5 separate regions of the Mus musculus genome follow, and all the other regions are linked to region 4. Evidence: chromatin contacts called from public HiCAR-type, capture Hi-C and promoter capture Hi-C data. All regions are on one chromosome and are shown on one strand. Each heading gives the region's core, a stretch centred on a gene start, on an enhancer-like site or on the middle of the called end of the contact. The rest is flanking DNA. Distances are from core to core; before and after follow the strand shown. Region 1 holds the start of Fam124a (family with sequence similarity 124, member A). Region 2 overlaps Gucy1b2 (guanylate cyclase 1, soluble, beta 2). Region 3 has its middle 57 kb from the start of Dleu7. Region 4 holds the start of Trim13 (tripartite motif-containing 13). Region 5 overlaps Gm46457 (a long non-coding RNA gene).

The links. Promoter capture Hi-C pulls out the DNA fragments that hold promoters and counts their contacts. HiCAR-type assays count read pairs that join an accessible place to other places. Capture Hi-C pulls out chosen DNA fragments and counts their contacts.
Region 1: a contact with region 4 is called in a capture Hi-C map of embryonic stem cells, with 4 times the contacts expected there. The contact joins the promoter of Fam124a here to the promoter of Trim13 in region 4. A contact is called at or near these places in 3 of 39 promoter capture datasets (hippocampal neurons, liver and pre-B cells) and 1 of 9 other capture datasets (embryonic stem cells).
Region 2: a HiCAR-type map of astrocytes shows a contact between it and region 4, with 6 times the contacts expected there. The contact joins the enhancer-like site here to the promoter of Trim13 in region 4. A contact is called at or near these places in 2 of 39 promoter capture datasets (embryonic stem cells and neural stem cells), 1 of 484 Hi-C or Micro-C datasets (bone marrow-derived macrophages), 5 of 115 datasets of contacts at active chromatin or transcription factors (astrocytes, craniofacial prominence, neural tube and 1 more) and 2 of 9 other capture datasets (adipose tissue and liver).
Region 3: a contact with region 4 is called in a promoter capture Hi-C map of neural stem cells. The contact joins the enhancer-like site here to the promoter of Trim13 in region 4. A contact is called at or near these places in 11 of 39 promoter capture datasets (the 3T3-L1 cell line, the SN4741 cell line, Sertoli cells and 6 more), 2 of 484 Hi-C or Micro-C datasets (bone marrow-derived macrophages and pancreatic cancer cells), 14 of 115 datasets of contacts at active chromatin or transcription factors (bone marrow-derived macrophages, craniofacial prominence, embryonic basal ganglia and 10 more) and 3 of 9 other capture datasets (embryonic stem cells, liver and macrophages).
Region 5: a contact with region 4 is called in a promoter capture Hi-C map of hippocampal neurons, with 4 times the contacts expected there. The contact joins the enhancer-like site here to the promoter of Trim13 in region 4. A contact is called at or near these places in 4 of 39 promoter capture datasets (the 3T3-L1 cell line, cranial neural crest, embryonic stem cells and 1 more), 3 of 115 datasets of contacts at active chromatin or transcription factors (craniofacial prominence, embryonic hindbrain and embryonic midbrain) and 1 of 9 other capture datasets (adipose tissue).

Annotation. Positions count from the first base shown.
Region 1 is chr14:62,554,377-62,557,076 of GRCm38.p6, reverse strand. It overlaps Fam124a (family with sequence similarity 124, member A), which reads right to left and starts at 1,340. Exons shown (of 4, transcript NM_001243857.1): 1 at 1,163-1,340. The coding sequence starts at 1,224.
Region 2 is chr14:62,414,999-62,417,698 of GRCm38.p6, reverse strand. It overlaps Gucy1b2 (guanylate cyclase 1, soluble, beta 2), which reads left to right. Exons shown (of 17, transcript NM_172810.3): 8 at 388-499; 9 at 1,695-1,798. Among named protein-coding and RNA genes, the nearest start is that of Gm35468, 24 kb to the left of the region's middle. Within about 2 kb of position 1,433, at least 57 of the 459 cell types and tissues checked have an H3K27ac peak or open chromatin away from gene starts, as enhancers often do. A contact at or near this core is called in astrocytes, neural stem cells and stem cell-derived neural progenitor cells, where this site is marked.
Region 3 is chr14:62,234,865-62,237,564 of GRCm38.p6, reverse strand. No RefSeq gene overlaps it. Among named protein-coding and RNA genes, the nearest start is that of Dleu7, 57 kb to the left of the region's middle. Within about 2 kb of position 1,389, at least 15 of the 459 cell types and tissues checked have an H3K27ac peak or open chromatin away from gene starts, as enhancers often do. A contact at or near this core is called in embryonic basal ganglia, neural progenitor cells and neural stem cells, where this site is marked.
Region 4 is chr14:61,598,256-61,600,955 of GRCm38.p6, reverse strand. It overlaps Trim13 (tripartite motif-containing 13), which reads right to left and starts at 1,444. Exons shown (of 3, transcript NM_023233.3): 1 at 1,386-1,444; 2 at 1,061-1,162.
Region 5 is chr14:62,388,294-62,390,993 of GRCm38.p6, reverse strand. The region is part of intron 2 of Gm46457 (a long non-coding RNA gene); the gene reads right to left. It also overlaps a transcript of Gucy1b2 not described here. Among named protein-coding and RNA genes, the nearest start is that of Gm46457, 10 kb to the right of the region's middle. Within about 2 kb of position 1,358, at least 91 of the 459 cell types and tissues checked have an H3K27ac peak or open chromatin away from gene starts, as enhancers often do. A contact at or near this core is called in hippocampal neurons, where this site is marked.

The DNA of each region.
Region 1 (2,700 bases), core at 91-2,590, 960 kb before region 4:
TGGCAGTGTGAGTTAGTGAAAGAATCCTTGTCTATTGTACTTAGGTTGGAACTCCAGCACCAAAATATCAGGAAATAAACTAAGTTGACAACTGTACACCAACAGAATTGAAGCAAAAGCAATGGTGGGCAGGGGTGGGGACATCAAATCAAGTTACTCCTCTGTCACGGTTACCATGGTTGGGTAACAAGAGAAAGCCTGCTGTGTAGGGAAGAATGACAGTCCAGATTTAGGGTTGGGCTGGTGGAGAAGGCTGCAAGGAGGGGTGGGGTTGGGAGGCAGGACGAGCTTGAGGGACGCTTTCGTGGGTTAGGTCAGAACATAGGTCCATTCTGGAACTGGCCTCCCTCCCTGTTCTCAGTAGATTGCCAAATCCTAATATTAGTTTGAAACCTCTCCACCTTCCAGGAATTCCGAGGTCTTCTGTAGCCTGGGTAGCCCCTGACCTCTAGCAGGACTTCTCTAGATAGGAAAAGACACACGTTCCTACTGGGGTAGCACTTGTATCCTGGCTGTGGTGCTGACTGTGCACAGGAAAATCCTCTAGATATGGGCTGGGTGGAGACCATCACGGGACATTGGTTTCTGAAAATGCATTCCGTCTTTTGTCCTACTCAGGAAAACTGCTGTTGGGAGAGGACTAATTAGCCTCCAAAGGTTGGAGCTAATTACTGAGTCCATTGAAGCACACAAGACCCCATCACAGCATCCTGTGGGTACTCCAGGCTGGCGGGGTGGAGAGGCCGCTCAGCAGCACAGTATAAGTGAGATATGAAGTCCTCCTAGCCGGCTTCGGAGTCTTTTTCCTGTGCTGGTGTCCCACCCTCTCCACCTGCTTTCCTCCTCAGCAGCCTGGGGCTCCAAAGCTATCAGAGTTGCCTGGCTGGAACAAGTGCAGGCGCATCTCTAGGTGAAGGGGGATAGTGGCTGAACCTGGCACCGTGGGGCCACAGGGCTGCGAGGAACGACGCTGAACCTCGGGTCCCATCACCTAGCAGCCCGGGGTGGGGTTCTTCTCGCCCCTTCCCACCCTGACCCAGGCAACCACAGACCATGCCGCTGGCTCGCAGATACTGCACCCCAACCCCAGGACTGCCTCCCCAGCTCGGGCTCCCGAGCGCAAGTACTGAGCTCCCGCCCCGCCCGGCTGGGCTCAGCTCACCCTCCGGTCTCGGCGCCAGAGTCCACGCAGTCCTCTTCCTCACCGCCCGCCTTCGGGTTCATGGCGCGCGTGCCGTCCGCGCTCCCTCGGCCCCGGGGACCCTCCGAGAGCCTCGTCTCCGGCCTCCGCAACAACCCGGCCCCGCGAGGAAGCCGCTCGCCGCGCCCTCTCGCGGCCGCGCCCTCCCCGCCCTCCGCTCGGCGCTGCGCGGGCGCGCCGGGTGCCACCAGGCGAGGATCCGAGCGGGTGCACGGGATGCGCGCGTGTGCACGAGCGCGAGCGTGAGTGCGGGAGGTGCCGGGGGATGGACTCTCTCCATGAGCGAGGAGTGCAGTGGGCGTGGAGTGCAGTGGGCGTGCAGTATTTATCTTGCAACCCGCCTGGTGCATGCCAGCGCTGTGCGTTCTATAGTGACTGGTGCGGGCCCCATGTATGGAGTCTAGTAGCAAAGCTGCCCTCCCCTGGGTCCACAGTAAAGAGTCTGGAGTCCCCGGGCTTGCCCAGAGATTTTTTTCAGCCCCATTCTGCGAGCAGTACTGGGAAACACCCACCAGCGCAACCAGGGCAGAGTGTGATATCGCCATTTGAGGACCAGTTAAAACACGTGGGTGTTTCTCAGAACTGCAGACGTTGAATTCATTATCGCCTTGCTCACTGACCCAACTTGCTAGAGAATGTATTCTTTTGTTATCTATCTTAAAATAACACGAAGAGTCCTGGGTGTGCTTCCATTCAAAGGGGTCTGGCAGCAAGAGGGTGATGGACATTGACGTTGTTAAACCCAGCCATCCCTTAGGATGGGTTAATAATTGAAGTAGCAGGAAGTCATTTTTCCACTCTAGCCAGTGAGGCAACTTGGGAGCGGCGGCGGTGGTGGGGTAAGAACAACTTAGACTTAATTCTGGTGGTGTTGTCATTAGAAGCAGTGGAAGGCACTTAAGTGTATGTCGTATTCGCTTTTGTAGGGTAGTGCTGAAGACGCAACCTTGAGCATGTTCTGCCAACCAGCTATGACCCTGTCATCTTTTCTTTTCAGACAAGTTATTTAACCTCCTGGAGCCTTAATTTTTTCGCATATTGGGCTACTGCTATCTTCTCTGTCTGTTGTGAGTTACAAGAGATCACGTCTGTGATCGTCCCTGAACCTCCATTTTGAGTTACAAGAGATCATGTCTGTAAAACAGTTTGCGTGTGAGTTCTGCTACATGCCAAGTACTGGTTACGGGAGCTGTCAGTGTCCCAGGTGAAGGCTAGCTACCTGCATGCCCTCTCAACTGGCACAGCGGTGTCACTTCTGTGTGACAAGCTGTGAAGAACAATCCTCTTCCTTCCTTCCTTCCTTCCTTCCTTCCTTCCTTCCTTCCTTCCTTCCTTCCTTCCTTCCCTCCCTCCCTCCCTCCCTCCCTCCCTCCCTCCCTCTCTCTCTCTCTCTCCCTCTCTCTCTCCTGCTCTTCCCACTTTACATATTTGTCATTGCTTTCGGACTCTAATTTTAAACACATTACACAAAAGAGAAGGGCAGTAGACAAAAGCAGAGT
Region 2 (2,700 bases), core at 184-2,683, 820 kb before region 4:
GCCTGTGCATCTTTAGTTGCTACAAATCTTTTGCTGCTGTAAAGGAAGGCTGAGGAAAGCATCCTTCCAACTGCTTTCTCCACATTTCCTAGTTAACCCTGGGACATAGTCTCAGAGCAACACATAGGAAAGCATGAGCATCTAAGGATTCCCTGGAGATCTTGAAAAAAAAATATCTAGCTGCCTTTTGTAGAAAGACGGAGTTGATGAGTACACCTGAGAGCTCCAGGTTCTTGATTAGAAGTGACCTTGTAAGCACACACACTATCCGTTCAGCCACCATCATGCTTCCGTATATAAAGATGGGCTCAGCAGCAGCAGCAGGAGGGCTTGTTCATCTCCAGTCCTGTGACCAGGTACCTGTGCTTCATCTCCTTCCCTCTGCAGTCTCTTCAGGGAACACTCCTTAGGAAGAAGGAGAGGTATTTAAGCATCCCTGTTTGCCCTGGGGAGAAATCTCACTCAGCTGTTGTGAGGGCATCAGTCCTGCTTGGAAAAGGTAGGTGTGCTGTTCTGCTGGCTTCAACTCTTAGATCAGGACAACTGCCTGCTTTGCAGGGGAGGAGCCCCATACACAAATAGGGCAAAGCTTCCTGCAATTTCAAAGCCCCTGATTCCCGCAGAGCTTGGCTTTGGCATCTGTGGTCTTAACTTTAAATATCAGCTTCCAACTTGCCACAAATCAGCTCTTTTGTTTGTGCTGGGTGACATGGAGACACTGTCATCTCTGTAATCAGGAAAGCCACTAGCTTGGACTCAGTCCCAGATCCTGACTGTGGTGAAGAGACTGGGCACAGACATACTAGCCACAGTGAATTCTGCATTGCTTCTGGACCCAGACCTTGACTGGGATGTGTTTCTGGACTGGAAATCAGTGGCTAACCACAGCTAGCCAGCAGTACAAGGGACAGAGGGCAAGAACCAAGAAAGTGCATTTCTGTCTCTGTGACATGAGACAATGCAATCCCTTCCAGCTTTCCATTTACAAAGTAAAGGTGGTAAGGTCATCACAGCAGGTCTTTGGGCACTGAGCTGACCTGCCAGCCAGCACCTAACTCAAGTCTGAATCAGAGCTCTGACCCCAGTGGAGGAAGGGAGCTAGATGCTCCTTGTCATGGCCTGGTAGGTCAAATGACAGGCATCTGGGTGAAGGTCTGCAGGGCTCAAAGAGCTGCATTCTGAGTCCTTCAAGCTGTAGCAAACACAACTGACATCCTTTGTCTAGGAGATTTTCATATCAAAAAGGTTCCATTGAGAATCTGCAACCCCTGCCAAATGGGACTGTTGGTTAAATTTTCACGTGCCACCCTAAACTGTCAGTCTATAAAGCTCCATGGCAAATGTCCCTGATGCTGGGCCCGACACACACTCGCTCCTCTTCTGGCTCATTGTCCGCTTGTCACCGTCTCAATGCCAGCTCTGTTTTCATGGTGAGACAGACTCAATTGGCCCAGAAACTAACTCTTCAGCAGCAGGCAGAAACTTGGCAGGGGGCAGGAGGGCTTCTCAACCTGGTCGCAAATTTTCTGTTTGTTTTAATTTGGACAATAATTGCAGTGGCCATCTGGAGAAGCTGAGGGAGCCTGTGCTAAAGAGTGGGAATCACACTCAGCCTGTGACACACTTAAGATTCTAACCCTGTCTGAGCAGCTCTGTGAGGGCCGCTCATTAGGGCTTTCTTTCTCTGTGTCCAGGGCCCCTTGGGGACACCTTCCAGCCTGTCTTTCCTGAGAGACTGTGGATTGAAGAGGAGGTGTTCTGCAATGCTTTTCCTTTCCACGTTGTCTTTGACGAAGCAGTAAGAGACCCTTTCACTCAGAAGCTTGGGATAGGGCGTAAATCAGGGTTGGAGAGTCCAGTTCACCACCATTACAGCTGTAAGGTCTTAGATCCCTGAGTTCACAGGGCTCAAGAGACTAGACTCTGCCCTGGAGGGTCTCCTGACGTTCCTTTATGTTATAGGCTCGTCTGGAATTCATGATCTTCTTAAGGTAAACATAGCAAGGGAGTTGAACCAGCGAACAAATGGGAAAGCTTATGATCAGAAAGAAAAGCTGGAGGAAGACTTTAAAATTCACTCCAGAAAGACACACCAAGACTGCAGCCTATACCCATGGTCGTAAAAGTGACCTGCCACCCCCTGTGACTGCAGCAGACCCGCAATCCCATCCTGCTTCATTTCCTGCGTCTTAGTAGAGCGTTATGCTGTGTTCTGGGGGGTGGGGAGGGTGGGAGTGGGGTGGAGGTGGCTGTGAGAATGAGCATTTAAATTTGATTGCTATCAGTTTCCCAGGATAAAAATATCTTTCTTTTTCTTGAGCTTGCATGTGACAGCTCACATCCGTAATCCTAGCACTCAGGAGGCTGAGGCAAGAGTTAAGTTCACAATCAGCATGGGCTACGTAGCGAGTGACAAAGCAAACCATATGTAGATATAGATGATGTAGACACAGGAACTGAGCTGACTTTAAAAATTTTTTTACCTAAAGGGCATGTAGGCAAAAATGAATTTAGTCAAAAGTGCCAGGTCAGCCACTATGAATATCTCTAGTGTTTATTGGAACTCATCTGCATGCCACTGCCAGCTGACTACAGCATGAACACTAACGACGACATGCACTTACCTAAGGACAGTATCTTCCCTCAGAGAAGTGATGGTATTACAGCGGTAAATACACACCCCTAGGCAGAATTATAAGT
Region 3 (2,700 bases), core at 140-2,639, 640 kb before region 4:
GCCACTGTGTCAGTGTGGTCTGGTATTGTTTCCTGCTTACCTGCCTATTGTTGGTCCTAACTTCACAGTTCCTCCCAGGGAGTGGTTACCATGATTATTATTAATATATTATTATTATTCCTTATTATTATTATGTTATTTCCCTGCCATTTAAGGTACATAGACGGAGTCCAAACCATAGCTAAGACTACTGATCCAGCCATGGGAGTTATTTAATACTTAGGGACAAACCATAAAACACATGGGTTATAGATTGAAACGCTTTTCTTTAAAAATAGAACTTGGGGGGCTGGGAGACAGCTCAGTTGCTAAAGGGCTTGGTGTATAATCATGGGGATACCCAGCACTTCCACGCCATTCTCGTCTACACCACCAGCCCTGGGAAATATGGACAGCGGAGACAGGCAGCCAATCAAGACAGATCAACGAGCTCCAAATTCAGTAAGAGACACTGTTTCAAAACTAGGATAAGCATGACTGAGGAAGACACCTGAGATTAGCTTCAGGCCTCACCCACTCATACCTACCCACATAAACATAGACATATATACATGCAACACACACACACCCAGGTTTGGGAAGATTCCAAGTCTTGATTCAATGAAATACAGGCTCTGAGCATCAGAATTCTAGGTACTGTGCCGGCAGTATTTGTCAGCTAGATGTGAGAGACTGGCTGGGCATGTAGCATATCATTTACCGTCTCTGCATTAGAAGGTCATGAGGTATTTTCTAGATCTATGACTCCATGAAAACATTAGCTAGAATAAACATCTGTTCTTTATTTCACACCATGCTCGGGCTTCATGAGAAAATAACAGCAAGTAAATGGTTTGATTGCCCACTGGGACTAACAAGAGCTGGAGACTTACACAGAAAATCATTAGGGAATGCAAGGGATGTAAACTTGAGTGCTGCAGTTCAGAATTTAATATATCTAACTTATTAAACACATAAATCAAAAGCAGCTCTTCTCTTTATCTAAGAGTCCTTACTCTAAATTAGTGTCTTAAATTGGGCCTACAGGCATGCTTTATTTTGCCCACACAAGATTTTGTAAGATTGGGAGCTTTTTGTTTGCTTGTGTGTTTTTTTTTTTTTTTTTGTTCTTCTTTTTGGTTTTTAACCTAAAAGCTACTTGATGGGACTATGGGCAGAAGTAATGAGCACTTCCCTCATCGCTTGGTCTTGTTCTGTTACTCTCCACAATGAGCAGGGCGATTTGGAAAGCTTTTTCCTACATTTTTAAATTGTCAGACTGCAATTGTTGCCTTGAAAGAAGCTCACCAGAGCAGCTGAAGAGAGCCACTGCATTCCTTCCTACATGCCTCGGGTGGCAGCTGCAGTGGATGACAGCTGGAGTCTGAGAAAGATGCAGCCGCGATCTTTCTGGGCAATGATAGATGGAGCTGGCAAAAGACAGGTCTGCAGATGGAACACAGGTCTGCTGCTGCCCGCTGTATCACCCACACATTCAATCCTGCAGCTCCCAGGGAGAACAAATGCCGTGTGTGTGTGTGTGTGTGTGTATGTGTGTGTGTGTGTGTGTGTGTGTGTGTATGCGTGAGAGTGTGTTTGTTTGAGTGTGTGCATATGTGTATGGGTGCGTGTGCATGCAAGTGTGTATATGCGTGCATGTATGTGTGAGTGTGCGTGTGCATGTGCATGTGTGTGTGTGTCTGACTTTTGTTGTCTTGTTTGTTAAGGGAAGATCTCACTATGTGGTTTGAATGAGTCTCAAGCTTAGGACCCTCCTACCTTGCCTCTGAAGTGCTGGGATGTTGGATGAGCACCAGGTAGGTATCTGGTGAGATCTTGCTTTAATATACAGAAGAAAATTCGAAGGCTAAAAGAAGGTCTGCAGAAATCTGAAGTTTGAGTAGATCGATCTCTCTCTCTCTCTCTCTCTCTCTCTCTCTCAAACACAAGCAAACAAAAAGCTCCCAATCTTACAAACACAGGACCCCTATTACTAAGATTTGTAAGGAGCCTGATCAAGTGAGTGTTTCAATAGAGCCTACAAACTGTTAGCTTCCAGATCTTGTTCTTCATGTGTATACTTCACATAAAAATCTATGTTTCTATTCTCTCCAGAATTGAGGCTCTTGAGCAATGCTGGTTTGCATTAGCATGCGACAATGATTTGCAGGAATGCAGTGATGGCTTCCCTCTGTGAATCAGATTCTGCTCCTGGAGGCCCACTTCAGCACCCTACAGACACCCAGCTCTGCTTTCTCATGCTGGCTCCTGAAAGAGTGAATGTTTGCCTTCAGTGGGCTAAGGGAATTTGGTCAGACTTTTATGTTCAACTGTCAACTAAACCAGTTCTTCTTTAAGAGAAGAACTTTTCCTCTTCCACATCTTCTTTTTAAAGTGGCATTCTTCCTCTTGCTGCCTAGTGTGTTTATAAGTTTGACTGAAGCTGTCTTAAAGAAGCGAAGCTGTCTTAAAGAAGCAATGCAATGCTGGACATTTGGGAGAGAGAGAGAGAGAGAGAGAGAGGAAGAAGAAGAAGAAGGAGGAGGAGGAGGAGGAGGAGGAGGAGGAGGAGGAGGAAGAAAGAAAGAAAGAAAGAAAGAAAGAAAGAAAGAGAGAGAGAGAGAAAGAGAAGATATGCCAATAAGAAGTTTTAAAAAGTAGAGCTAAGCGCTCTGAGGAGCAAGATAAAGTCCTGCATAGTGGCCTGGAAGCTGGTGCTAT
Region 4 (2,700 bases), core at 195-2,694:
CAACTAGGGTACCAGAAACACAGAAGCATGAACTGCGGTGGGTCAGAGACCCTTTCACAGAGCAGGGCTGAGGTTGCAGCTCACTGAAAGCGCTTGCCCAGAGTGAGCAACTTCCAGACCTACCAGAAAATACATGGATGGAAAGAACAGTTGGGAAGGAAGGCTGAAGACATGGGTCTTCTGGGCCTGGACCTGTTACTTTCAGTGCAAAACACTGACCAAAATCAACTGACACTTGCAGGTTACAATCAGTCCATCACTGAGGTAAGTCAGAGCAGGAACTCAAGGCAAAACAAACTGCTCTCTATTCCCCACAACAATGCCTTCCACCATGGAACCCACTCCCAACCAGCAGACACCATCAAGAATGTGGATGGCTGCCTGTCCATAATGGGCTCCTGCTTAGCTGGTTCATCAGCCTAAAGATAGAGCTGCCCACAGTGTGCCCAGTGTAAATGAAGACATATCCACAGACCAATCTGAAAAACAATTACTCAGTTCAGATTGTTTTCAGGTGATATTAGGCTGTGTGAAACTGATGCTTAGCATTAAATAGGGCAGAGGTGTAGTTCCCGGGTAGACTGTGATAGCATACTCCAAGGTGTAATTTAAAGCAAAAAAAAAGGGGGGGGGGGCATAATTGATTAATAGCCCCATTGAGTCCTAGCACAAAGAATGCCTATATATTGACATTCTGTTTTAAAAGCACTCCTCATACAAATGTCTAGAAAGCTGCAGGAATCTAAAGCCCTGCTCTACAGCCCCAGTAGCTGGACAACTAAGACAAACCACACAGAAGAAATGTTGCTGGATTTGTTTCCTTTAGAGCATACTTTTTTTAAATTATATATAGTAATTACCAAAAAAATGAATGGCAAGCATGGATTTTTGAATCCATGAGTTTTGAAATATGAAAAGAACAAAGGCCCTATTATTAAAGGAGGTGGTGAAGATATACTTATTCTTTTTATTTCCATCTGGAATGGTCCTAGGACTAATAAAATCGGGTATTTTTCCCCTTCATAAATACCAGAACATAAAGAAAAATAATACGGTTTACCTTTGTTCCAGGCAAGTATATGCTTTTGGCAAGCTTACTATATTTTCTGTGGAGAGAGCCAGTTCGTTTTCCCTCACGTTTTGACGGTAAAACTGGAGAACACTGTAGAGAAAGGAGAAAGAGTGTCACAGGCACAGATCTGCATTCTTGGCCCCCTCCTAGCCAGGGGGCCTCCCCAGCGGCGCGCTGACCTTCCCGACCGCGACAGTAGCACCGCTGCCGCCAGGCCGTGCCGCCCGTCACCGCCCACGCAGGTGTCCCCCGGCCGCGGCAGCGGGGCCAGCGACTCCCGGCCCCCGGTCCCTACTCGGAGCACACTGCTCACCTCCACCAGCCAACTGGGGCCGGGCTGCGCCGGTGCAAAATGGACACGGCGACCACGCCCTCTGCTTCCCGCTGTCCCGCGCCTGCGCACCACCTAGGTCGCCCAGCCTCTGGATAAGTGCTCTGGTGACGCCCACGCGCCGAGTTTGGATTGCTGTATTTTTGTTGTTGTTGTTACTTGCATTTTTCAAGAACAACAAAAACAAAAACACAGCCCAACCCTTCACACCACTTTGCCTACTTTTCAGGACCCAGCGGGCTCGGCGATCTCTGGGTAGAAAACCATTGACCCAACTTTATAGAAAGGCACTACTTCCCAGCACTCGGGAGTCAGAGGCAGGCGGATTTCTGAGTTCGAGGCCAGCCTGGTCTACAAAGTGAGTTCCAGGACAGCCAGGGCTATACAGAGAAACCCTGTCTCGAAAAAAAAAAAAGAAAAGAAAAGAAAAGAAAAGAAAAGAAAAGAAAGGCACTACTACGGTTCCCCTCAGAGGCAGGAACTTTTAACTGGTTTTAAAATATCTCAATCAATCAATCAATCAATAAAAATAAAATAAAAAATAAAGAAAAACCAAAATAAAATAAGATAAAATAAAATAAAATATCTCGCCCTGATTTCCACCTCCTATGCGGAGACCGTGGTTACAGAGGATGAAAAAGATGGTTCCTATCCAAACTTGAAAGCCGGTAAATGCAGGGTGATGTGTGCTGGAGGAGCACGTCTACTCCCGCTTGGGAAGGCCTGGGCCTTTAGGAGAGCAAATTTGGGGAAAGCGCGGTTCCAAGTCATGGAAAAGCCCCTCTTGCCCCCTTCCGCCCATTGCCTGTGGTCCCGGCTACACCATTCCTAAGACCAATCCCTGTCATTTCTAACTTAGTCCTCACGAGAACGTTACAGTGGAACCAAGAGCCTTATCCTCTAAATGAACAGGTTTTCTACAAGGTGGAAAACCAAGACGAAGCTGTGGAGGGTTTCCTCAAATTCCAACGGCACGTGTAACCGTTTATGTATACCACTTGACACGTGAAGCGTAAACTGGGGTAAAAACCTGCTAGATCGGGGAGGTAGCTTCATTTTCTAAACTATATACAAAATATATATTATTTATAAGCCTGATCCTACAACTAAACTTCCAGCTCTTTAGAAACTTGTGTCATTCTACGGAGCTAATCCACCTTTCTCTTGAGTTCCTCCAAACCCAGCAGGGCCCCTTAGCGCTCTTACCTAGATTTCCGTTTTGCCCGAGTCCTGCCTGTACTCCACTGTTAGCCCAAACGCAAAGGATGATCTCTATCTCTTAACTGAAGCTCCTTCC
Region 5 (2,700 bases), core at 109-2,608, 790 kb before region 4:
TATTTTGTTGCAAGCTTGTTTGGCTGGGGTCACAGTACAATATGCTACTTCATTGAACATTATATTTAGAACTGTCAGAATTGTGCGACAGGTACCATAGTCCAGGCCAAAAACAAGGACAATTTTTGTTCCACATTTATTTTGATTTAAATAATCATTTCCAGCTGTAAAAGAAAGACAATCCTGTGATAGGTACCACCCTGCAGCTGACATTTATTCTATTAAACACTGCTACAGACAATCTCCTGGTATTCGGAAGTGTTTGTTACTTTTCTATTGCTATGTTACTTATGCTACTTCTGTTACTTCTATGAGGCAACTCATAGAAGGAAGGTTTTATTTGTGCTTACAGTTCCAGAGAGCTCAGAGTCCATCACAGTGGGGAAGGTTGACCATTCTCATCCAAACCACCACACTTGGGAAGTTTGGCGAGCTGCTAAAGTGCTTGCTCACAGGGCCTCTAAAACCTCAAAATGCACCTTCACTTGTTCTGGAATCTTCTGTGAATTGAGGCCCTTGGACCCAAGTTAGATGTATTAACTCCTACTGGATCGATTAGCTCATAGAACATCTATGCCCTGGCACACACCATCTGGTGGTCTGTCTCATGGCCAGCAGCAGACCTGGGCTGCCACTCAAATACGAGGCTTGCTCATGAGCAGTGAACACTTGGCTTGGTGGTGACTGTCGGTAGAGCCCTTTTCAGAGTAGAGCATTCCAGGGAACTGCCCTCTACAACTACAGCTTTGCAGGCTCAGTTTACCCCATAACCCTGCCTTGCTCCTGCCCCTCCCCCTCCCTTGCCTCTGCCCCACCTAGCTTCTTCCATTTCAGGGCACCTGGCCCAGGCACGGTCTATCCAGATGGTGGCAGATGGCTGGTCCTCAGACCAATGACTGGCAGACTCATTGGCGTCTAGCCATGGAGGGAGGCGACAGTTTCTAAATAAGTTGAGAAGAGGCCACTGCTTTCTTTACCTTGGGAGCACAGACCTCAAGCCCAAGCTTGTAAAAGCCAGGACCCCAAGGTCCTGAATACCATGGCAATCCTGGATGCTGGAGGCAATGCTTCTGGGCGCTGAGGAGGAGGGGTGTCTACAGCTTTCTCTTTCAGTGGCTCTCTTCTTCCTTAGCTGATGCTTCCCGACACTTCCCTCAGTCTTGGTATCTTAGCCCTCTCCTAGGCTAAGACTTTTTCATTCATCACAGATGCCTGGCTTCCCCGCCCCCCCACCCCCCAATCCCTTCTTAGTCTTTCTTTCACTTTCAAGTTTTCATTGGCTCACAGTTGTGTGAGAAAGAAAGAGTGAGTGATTCACTGGGTTGCCTGGCTGAGGGGTGAGATCACTGCTGCCCCTGCAGAGAGTGGGTGCTGTGTGCTAGCCTGGAGACTGAAGAAAGCAAGCGGAGGACCGCTCTCCCCAGAAGACCATCTGGCTGAGACAGCCGAATGCTAATCTGTAGCTTTCATTTCCTTTATTCCTCTTGGTTTGTTCTCTTCATCTGCAGCTGTACATTCAGACCCAGCCCCTGTGAAGGCAAGCGCTCATTTGGGGAGCATGTTTATTTGCCCCCCCACCCCCCATGCTTCTTCTAGGTGTCGGGAAGCCATTGTTATCAATGGTGGGTTCTATGTGGCTTTAATGTCAGTGCTGCACTTTCAGATGGAAATCAGGCAATTATGTGCCACATAGAGAAACCTGACAGATGCAGAGGTTTTACACAGCTGGCCCTGTCTGTGGGACAAAGGCACCTGGTGCTCCCCCGAGGGATCATTACATAAGTAGAATATGTTTTGAGAGCACAGAAAAACTCAAGAATAATTAACTGTGGGGTGAGCATTCATAGACTCTGGGGCTGTGTTAACTTCAAAATGTGATAATGATATGTCAACCAACTGGCTGAATCATTCTTTAAAGGTGGCTTGAGAGACTCTGTCTCCCAAAGAGAAACTGCTCTGAGTTTCTGCATGGTGCAGTCCGAAAATTTTCAGAGGATTCTGAATTCTTTCCCCTCAGGGGTTCAACTTGATGTGAGGTGAGGAGGAAATGACAGCAGTTCCATGTCTGCATTCAGTGGGGTCTAATGATGGCACTCTCTTAGATCTTAGTGGCCTATCTAAGCCATCAGCATCTACCCAGGAACTTGGGTTCACATATATAGCAGGACCATTGTGGTACCCAGCTGAAGTCCTTTGAGCATTACACAGGTATGGTTTTTAGCCACACTGCGCAGACAGGAAACTGAGGTACAGACCTAGGACTTGGCCTTCAGACCCACCCTACCCCAACTCTGATCTTAGCTCTCAGCCATTGGCTAGAGCCGTCTCTGTGTTGGAAGCAGAGACTGTACTCCTGACACAGCAGCTCCAGTCAGATATGTGCTGTCAAGAACAGAACAGGAGAGACCTAAAGAAAAGTTACAGTGTGATTTTTCACTGGAGACGTCCAGCTATTAAAAGAGACTGAAACATGAAGTCCCAGCTTTAAGTGTTCCAGCATACATTTATAGTTTACCACAGGCTACGGTGTCCCCAGGTCTAGTCAGGGCTCCTGTTGGCTGTGGAGCAAATACTTAGAGGTTTTTTGACCCTTTGACTCCAGCAGACCCTGGAGTCTCCCCCAGATCCCTGAGCTGTGGTTTTAGATTATGCACAGCTGTGGCAGTTTAGAACAGAAAAATATAGGGGATTCTGTAACTC